Linked DNA regions of Salmo salar: region 2 is linked to region 1. A link is a contact called in public Hi-C data. All regions are on one chromosome and are shown on one strand. Each heading gives the region's core, a stretch centred on a gene start, on an enhancer-like site or on the middle of the called end of the contact. The rest is flanking DNA. Distances are from core to core; before and after follow the strand shown. Region 1 holds the start of dph6 (diphthamine biosynthesis 6). Region 2 holds the start of meis2a (Meis homeobox 2a).

Region 1 (4,403 bases), core at 1,000-3,499:
AGGAACATAGCAAAAAGCAGTGGGTTGAGAAGATGTCTTCTTCAATTTTGTACATTCAGACAAAACCAGTTGCATTTGGCCTGCTTAGGGGCAGAAGGTGAGGGAAACACACCCCAGCAGTGCAATTATTCTACTCTGGCACAACAACAGATAGCAAAAAGAGCATCAAAAGGTTTCTTTAAGCCACAGCCTTCCCCCGGGGAAAAAAGCACAACCTGTGTGAATACCATAGCATGGATGTTTGGTTTGGGCTGTCTGTCTCTATGGCTACACGTTTATGGGGCGAGCGGGTGAGGGGTTTTATTTTCTGGACTTGTCTTGGGCTATACCCCTTTCAACCTATTTGTGGAATTTTTTAAATAGGCTAATAACTAATAATATAATTAAGCAATACGGCCTAACAGCCCAGGGATTATTGTGAATAACACGACAGGCCTGTACTAAACAATTAACCAACTCAAAATGAATCATTTAAGTGAACATGGATGGAGGTTGTTCATTGAAACAAATCATAAAATCAAATTTCATTTGTCACATACACATGGTTAGCAGATGTTAATGCGAGTGTAGTGAAATGCTTGTGCTTCTAGTTCCAACAGTGCAGTAATATCTGACAAGTAATCTAACAATTCCCCAACAACTACCTAATACACACAAATCTAAAGGGGTGAATGAGAATATGTACATGTAAGTATATGGATGAGCGATGGCTGAGTGGCAATAGGCAAGGTGCAATAGATGGTATAAGGTACAGTATATACATGTGATATGAGTAATGTAAGATATGTAAACATTATTAAAGTGGCATTATTTAGAGTGGCATTGTATAACGTTACTAGTGATCCATTTATTAAAGTGGCCAGTGATTGGGTCTCAATGTAGGCAGCAGCCTCTCTGAGTTAGTGATTGCTGTTGAGCAGTCTGATGGCCTTGAGATAGAAGCTGTTCTTCAGTCTCTCAGTCCCAGCTCTGATGAACCTGTACTGACCTCACCTTCTGGATGGTAGCAGTGTGAACAGGCAGTGGCTCAGGTGGTTGATGTCCTTGATGATCTTTTTGGCCTTCCTGTGACATCGGGTGCTGTAGGTGTCATGGAGGGCAGGTAGTTTGCCCCCAGTGATGCCTTGTGCAGACCACACCACCTGCTGGAGAGCCTTTTTATTTTTTTTAACTTTTATTTAACTAGGTAAGTCAGTTAAGAACAAATTCTTATTTTCAATGACGGCCTTGGAACAGTGGGTTAACTGCCTTATTCAGGGGCAGAACGACAGATTTTCACCTTGTCAGCTCGGGGATTCAATCTTGCAACCTTTCGGTTACTTGTCCAACGCTCTAACCACTAGGCTACCTGCTGCCCCTGCCGCTGTTGCACCTTCTTCACCACACTGTCTGTGTGGGTGGATCATTTCAGTTTGTCTGCGATGTGTACGCCGAGGAAGTTATTTTGAGCTTGTGTCAATTTACCAGGGGGGCAATGTATGCCAAACAAAGTCCATTGATTTAAAAGTTTAACAAACCATACCACTCTATGCACAAGGACTACACAGAACATTTTACAAAAATACATTTATTTGAAGAGCAGTGCAGACGCAAAATTTGGTAACAGAATGATGGAACCAACAGCACAAACCATCATACAAGCTTTGCGTCTGCTCTGTACTTCAAGGAAATGTGTTTTCGTAAAAGGTTCTGTGTAAATTGTTAAAGGTAGTCCTTGTGCCTAGAGTTGTATGGTTTGTTAAACTTTTAAATCAACTGAAATTTATTGGCATACATTTTAAAGTGAACAATGTGAATATCAGCGTAATTCTGTTACTGTGGAATTGTGCAGTGAGGAAAACTGAAGGGGTCATTAACTAATTCAGCCAAAGAGTTTGGGATGGCCGTCTTTGGTTGACTTTCTCATCACAACACATGCACAATCAGCATCTCCACATTTGGTTGATCACCAAACAGTCCTACAGAAAACTATCAACTGCGAATCTATTAATTATATTGTAGTATAACATGTTAGCAGCTCATATGTAGACCTTCAGGACTGTAGAAACTTGCACCCACGACATATATATATATATATATATGTTATTGATATTCATTAGGAGTATCAATAACATTGGTACTCTATCATAGAGGAATAAGACATCTATAAATAACATTACCGAGCAAAGTGTTCATTGTAATAAATGTTTCATTTTAAATCAGGCACCCCACAGGACAGCTTCATTCATAAAGGTCCTTTCAACCAGGAAGTGCTTGCTCACATGAGTTTTTGTGTACATGTCGAACTGCTGCTGTGACTGGTTGCTATGCTGTACACATATTCAGAGTAAACGAAACATAGATAACATTATCCGATTATGCATTTAGTAACTGTTTATATCTACAGAAATATTGCATAAAGAAAATGAAAGTAGTCGCGTTGATAAGGTAAGCCTAAGTCATTGCTGTCACAGCTCCTGTTCTATCCACGTTTTCTAGCTAGCTATCTGAGAAGGATGTGTTGCTTGCTAACTAGGTAGATATATCCTGTACTTTGTTAGTTAGTTTAAGATGAAGTGTGGGAGAAATAGCATGCATCGTTATTCGTTACAGAAATAAAGGTTCATAACATTCTGAATACATGCAAGTAAGAGGAACTTGCATTTCATTATAGAACTCTAAAGGAAATCACCCTAACATTTGTATGTTTCTGATCATAGTGACAGTGATACGGCTATTTACATAGTTGCACCTTCATGTAGTGAATGCATTAATCCCTCTGACTGTATTGTTGCAGTGGAGGTAAAGACAGCTGTTTTAACATGATGAAATGTGTTGCTGCTGGACACCAGATAGTAGCGCTGGCCAACCTGCGTCCTGCTAACAAGGGTGAGATGTCTACCTGTTTTTCCTCCTGTATGTGTGGGTACTTAAAACAAAATTAAAATATTGGTCAATGTTTCCCCTAAGAGATGTGCCTTGCCAAAGTGGAACAGTAATACTGTAAATGAATGAACTTCTGTTATCCATCCCCTGTGTTAGATGAGTTGGACAGCTACATGTATCAGACGGTGGGGCACCAGGCCATAGACCTGTATGCTGAGGCTATGGATCTGCCCCTGTACAGACGCACCATCCAGGGCTCCAGCCTGGACACTGGGAGAGACTACAGCCAGACAGAGGGAGACGAAGTGGAAGACCTCTACCACCTACTGAAGATGGTTCAGGTAAACCTCAACATGGAGGAGTGAGTGGGACATGGGGACAGATAAGAGGAGTTGTATTGCTAGTGTTTTAGCAAGATGAGGCAACAGCAAATTAGTTGGCTAAAGAGACCACACTGGTAGCCTATAAGACCAACCTATTTACTCTGCAATCAGTTCTTAGAAGTAGCTTAGTCTGTTGATATCAAGGACCCCCTTTATACAATGCCATACAGTCTCATCAGACATACTTGTGACTACACTTCAAGGTTCAGAGAGAGCTACGCTAAACTACATGACATGTGTCACAGTCTATGAGCCAACTTTCAGCCTATCATCACTCTTTAGTATAGGGAGGTTATCTGACGGTAGTGGTGTGGTGTGGTATAGGCAGGTTATCTAATGGTAGTGGTGTGGCATAGGGAGGTTATCTAACGATAGTGGTGTGGTGTGGTATAGGCAGGTTATCTAATGGTAGTGGTGTGGTATAGGGAGGTTATTTGACGGTAGTGGTGTGGTATAGGGAGGTTATCTAATGGTAGTGGTGTGGTATAGGGAGGTTATGTAATAGTAGTGGTGTGGTATAGGCAGGTTATCTAATGGTAGTGGTGTGGTATAGGGAGGTTATCTAACGGTAGTGGTGTGGTGTGGTATAGGCAGGTTATCTAATGGTAGTGGTGTGGTATAGGGAGGTTATTTGACGGTAGTGGTGTGGTATAGGGAGGTTATCTAATGGTAGTGGTGTGGTATAGGGAGGTTATTTGACGGTAGTGGTGTGGTATAGGGAGGTTATCTAATGGTAGTGGTGTGGTATAGGGAAGTTATCTAATGGTAGTGGTGTGGTATAGGGAGGTTTTCTAATGGTAGTGGTGTGGTATAGGGAGGTTATCTAATGGTAGTGGTGTGGTATAGGGAGGTTATCTAACGATAGTGGTGTGGTATAGGGAGGTTATGGAATGGTAGTGGTGTGGTATTGGGAGGTTATCTAATGGTAGTGGTGTGGTATAGGGAGGTTATCTAATGGTAGTGGTGTGGTACAGGGAGGTTATCTAATGGTAGTGGTGTGGTACAGGCAGGTTATCTAATGGTAGTGGTGTGGTATAGGGAGGTTATCTAATGGTAGTGGTGTGGTATAGGGAGGTTATGTAATGGTAGTGGTGTGGTATAGGGAGGTTATGTAATGGTAGTGGTGTGGTATAGGGAGGTTATGTAATGGTAGTG
Region 2 (4,455 bases), core at 1,223-3,722, 330 kb before region 1:
AAATTCGTTTCGGAGAATTCAAAACAGTATGACAAAACATTACCAAATTTCTATTGACCTTAAACATAACCAAATTTCTATTGACCTTAAACATTACCAAATATCTATTGACCTTAGGGGATTCTATTATATCATAATGTAAATAATAGAGTGGGGCAACATTAATCTATTTGGACGATATCGACCGGGAATAAATAATAGATTGCTGAGACATTCTAAAATATCTTTATTTCACGAAATATGACATTAATTCAAACGTGTTTATGTCCAAATAAATCAGACATATTTTTATGATTTATAATAACATTGAAACTGATTGCTTGTGATTTTGCTATTAATTTGAATTAACAGCACTGTCAAATATTAGGCCTACATTAACGGATTGTAACAGTTATAATAACAGGCAAATAATAATAATTACAATAATATAATAATCAGAGCTTCATGTGTCATTTTTAATTCCACCAGTTATCTATTTCGCAGGAGCTTTCATGTACAGAAAAACACCTTTGAGTAATTGCATTGAGAGATGAATGGCCTGTGTACCAGTAAATTCCTTTACATTAATTGAGCCAGAAACCAGAACTAATGATGGTCCCAACTTCCTCACTGGGTTTTTCTATTTACTCCTAATCTTTGGACAAATAGTACAATTTTGGTTACCGTTATTTTTGATATTACACAGCACCCTGCGTGGTTCACATTTCACACAGAAAAATTGTTTGTTGGGATACAAATGATGCTTGATATATTGATAACATCGGCATTCGAATCCATTCTCTCTCCTCACAAAATATTTTTCAAATAAGCCTATTTTCAACCGTAAAATATATTCAATTGCACTTTAAAAACATATATGGTTCAAATAATAATGACTTCATTATGATCACAATTTATAATGCATATTATTCGTTGTCACGCAAATTAGATTTTTCCTAAAGATTACCTATTTTTTTCATAATTCTTAATAGTGGCGCGATTCAACGTTTGGCGTTTGTTCAATCCGCCAGATGTCGCTAGAGGAATGCATATTTTACGCATTAGGCATGCTAAGTGTCTTTGAGACAAATCCCAAGGATTTTCAAGGGAGAACGCCACAGTTACATTTTGTGTAGCTCCCCACCCCACCCCCTCTCTCTCACCCTCCTCAGACACCAGAATCTGAGAATCGATAGAGGGGAAAATACGGCTTTGGAACTGAAGAATTTACAGTTAGCCGCGAAACTTTGACAAGTATTTGAGTTGCTCATTCCACTTTCTGGGACCCTAGTCACATTTCACGTGGGGTCAGAAAGAGTTCAGCCTGGTGAGGTAATGCCGTATGTGTTGCATGAGGAAAACATTGACAGGGCTACGTATAAACAAAAAAAAACGTCCCTCTAGATTATGTAAACACTAAGATAAACAAACCTATATAAATGAATAGTTAGTTAATCACTAGATTTGAACATATACATTCGAGTATTGATATTGTCTGAACATCAACTGAACAAAAGCCTACTATAAAACTTCAGAAAATAACCATACATTAAATATACCTTTAGGTTAATGAAAGTGTTGGTTTTCTGTCCCCCTCAGAAAAGTCTATGATCTACTCTTATCTGTGGGCTTTCTATTGCCAACATTAGCTTTTCCTATTTGCATAATCTCAAATACTAAGGCGGGCCAACTCAGAACAAAGTAACAAACAAGATTAGGCCGATGTTATTTGTTCCTGTGGTTAAGCAGCGATTGTTTCTAAAGAAGTATTTAAGGTCACTAAGAGGATTTAAACCCCGATTCGTATCAGTGACCTTTTTGAAGGAATTAAATCAACAAAACATTTCTCCATATTTAGCAACAAGATAAGCTACCAGGCTAGTTTAGAGGAAGCCATGGCAAAGTGGAGATATTGGTGTCTGTTTTGAAATGGGAGTTTGGGGGTTACTTTTTTACAGTAGGTGCACTTTTAGGATGTGACACCGAGTGGATCTTTAGCCTCGTGATCGTCTCAGTAGTGTTTTCCTTGAAATGGATCCGCTGCCCCCTAATGAATCCAAACGCAGCTGGCCATGTCCCACACGGACACCGAGAGCTTTAACCCTAAACTGACCTCAATTTGACACCACCAGATGAAATGTTACCGCCTGTTAATGCCATCTTCTGCAGAAGAGAGGGATCCGCATGTTGACGGAGATGCACTTCTACTTGAACACAGATTTTGTTCATATGTATCCTTATCCATATGAGTCCTCAACCTGAAAAGTCACACAATGGGAAATCCACTTATTGAAAATGTAGTGCTAAACATAATGGGTACTTGGGCATGATATGGGACACTTGAAAGGTCTTGGTTTGCAAACACTTGCATGTTTCCAAAACCATGAGAACATGTTTTAGGTATCCTCCATTTAATCTAGGCTATGTTCTAGGTTTTACAAGGCTAATTTAATCGTATTATTAAATATTAATTTGAATTATATTAAGACTATTAAGTATTAGGATTGAAATACAATATCCAGAACGAGGATTTAGAGTGTATAAAAGTGTATTTATTGCCGTAACTAAAATATAATGTCTCACTAACAGGATTCTGATTTATTTGATGTTATTCGGATTTATGTTAGATTTGAATGCTGATAGTGGCTATATTTTGGATTCACCATTGCATTGCATTGCATTGTAATGAATAGCATGTCCTTAACTTGTACCAAGAACTATAAGTAAAATACCTCAAATAAACTTCATAAACATTTAACATATTGTGTTATATACATTTGATAAAATATACAACTTTTGAATGTTGAAAAGGTTGAGGTGCATTTTGGAAAAGGCTATTTCACATAACCACCACCTCAAGCTTCACAAGCTCTTGAATGTGTACATCACCCGCCTTTAGGCCAAAATATATATAAGATAAAAGATTTGTTCCAAAAAATCTGTGTATACGTTTTTGACCATATGACGTAATAATGTGTCACTTTTTACTTATCCAACGCTTTAAAATGTTACTTACATTTTTTGGGATTGGATAGCTCTAATGCGACTGAATCATTTTATACATTCACAGAATAGGCCTAATCATATCAGCTACTTAGCCTGACTTTCCACAACTGCACTGTTGGAGAACCTTCCGTTTTACGAGACACAACAAAGGACATAATATGATTCACTTACCATGTTTGTCCGGAAGAAAAACGCTAGGGTTAGTGTACAGGTCATAGTGCACGATATCATTATATAGCAGTCGGGCTAATATCAAAAACCCATGTCTTCAAAAGCTCACGCATCCAGCCCCTGGTTCTGTTCACAGAATGTAACATCGGTCAGAGGTATTTGGAGACGATGCATGCCGCTCTGCGCATAACACTGTAGTTCCTTCTCGGGCTATTGCACGTTGAACTGTCCACACAGCCGTTCGTCAACCCTGCAGTCCTACTTTTTCTTGTAGGGCTTCCCACCCCCTTATGCCAACAAACAGAATTGTTGTCACAGTCCTTCATTTTAAAAATATTTTTCAATTGCTATTTCTATTGTCATCCCAAGCAACCGTATGGCGCGTTTGTTTGTTGGGAGTATATTGACCTTACAGCTGAATCCAACCCACTAGCTCATCCAACCTATGAATGGTTAATTTCGACAACCACCAAAAATGTCACCGAGCCATAAATGTATCAATTTATGTGAAAACATATCAATATAACGATGATGCCATCTGCGCAAAAGTGTATATTATCAATGATGGAGCTAAATATTAAAAGGGATAGATGGCCTGTTTCGGTTTTGTGCGTAAAAAAGCTTGGGCTCAGGGAAAAAGGGCTATAGCCTCAGCGCAATCGATGGCCGGAGCGTTGCTCCTCCTCTAAACTTCAAACTCAAGACATGATTGATGATCTTGTGGAGCTTTGATAATTGACTACTCTGAGGTAAGGCACGGATTTCTATCTAGAGAGGGGATTGGACGAGAGAAACATACAAAATTACTTTCTCTACAAAAGCTTTTTCTTTTTGGAAAAGTTCATTCTGGACTGAGAAGGGGTGCGCCATATCGTTTAATTTGCTAAACAGCCCCGTTCATAATTAGCAGTACGATTAAAAGGTATTACGGAGATATTTCATACTAGGCACACCGGCTATAACCACAACACAAGATAACAAGTAAGCGTTAACAAGTAAGCGTCATGCTCATAAATTCAACTCAAAACGAATCAGGTATCTTTACAGTGTCATTATAGATGATTTGACTAGATATCATGTTTTGATTGCGTGACGGAGTCTTAGTTTAGAATATTTTTGAGTGAAAACAATAAGTATGAGTGGTGATGTGTGAACAATAGCCTACTGTTCATTATTTATCATATTTATGATAACTTTTTTGACTCGTGAATGGTACGAGGTGCCACGCGTATTTCTTTCAGACTATTTGCAATAGTGAAACTAGAACAAGTTAGTCGTGCGCCTTAGCTCGGGCTTTTC

The links. A called contact is a pair of places that touch in the nucleus more often than the background predicts.
Region 2: a contact with region 1 is called in a Hi-C map of muscle, with 3 times the contacts expected there. The contact joins the promoter of meis2a here to the promoter of dph6 in region 1. A contact is called at or near these places in 2 of 3 Hi-C or Micro-C datasets (gill and muscle).

The regions. Positions count from the first base shown.
Region 1 is chrssa01:33,401,764-33,406,166 of Ssal_v3.1, reverse strand. It overlaps dph6 (diphthamine biosynthesis 6), which reads left to right and starts at 2,249. Exons shown (of 15, transcript XM_014193806.2): 1 at 2,249-2,427; 2 at 2,777-2,868; 3 at 3,022-3,206. The coding sequence starts at 2,405.
Region 2 is chrssa01:33,734,152-33,738,606 of Ssal_v3.1, reverse strand. meis2a (Meis homeobox 2a) reads left to right here and starts at 2,472. Exons shown (of 12, transcript XM_045717090.1): 1 at 2,472-3,184. The coding sequence starts at 3,158. LOC123742471 (a long non-coding RNA gene) reads right to left here and starts at 3,321. Exons shown (of 2, transcript XR_006769646.1): 1 at 3,157-3,321; 2 at 1-2,237.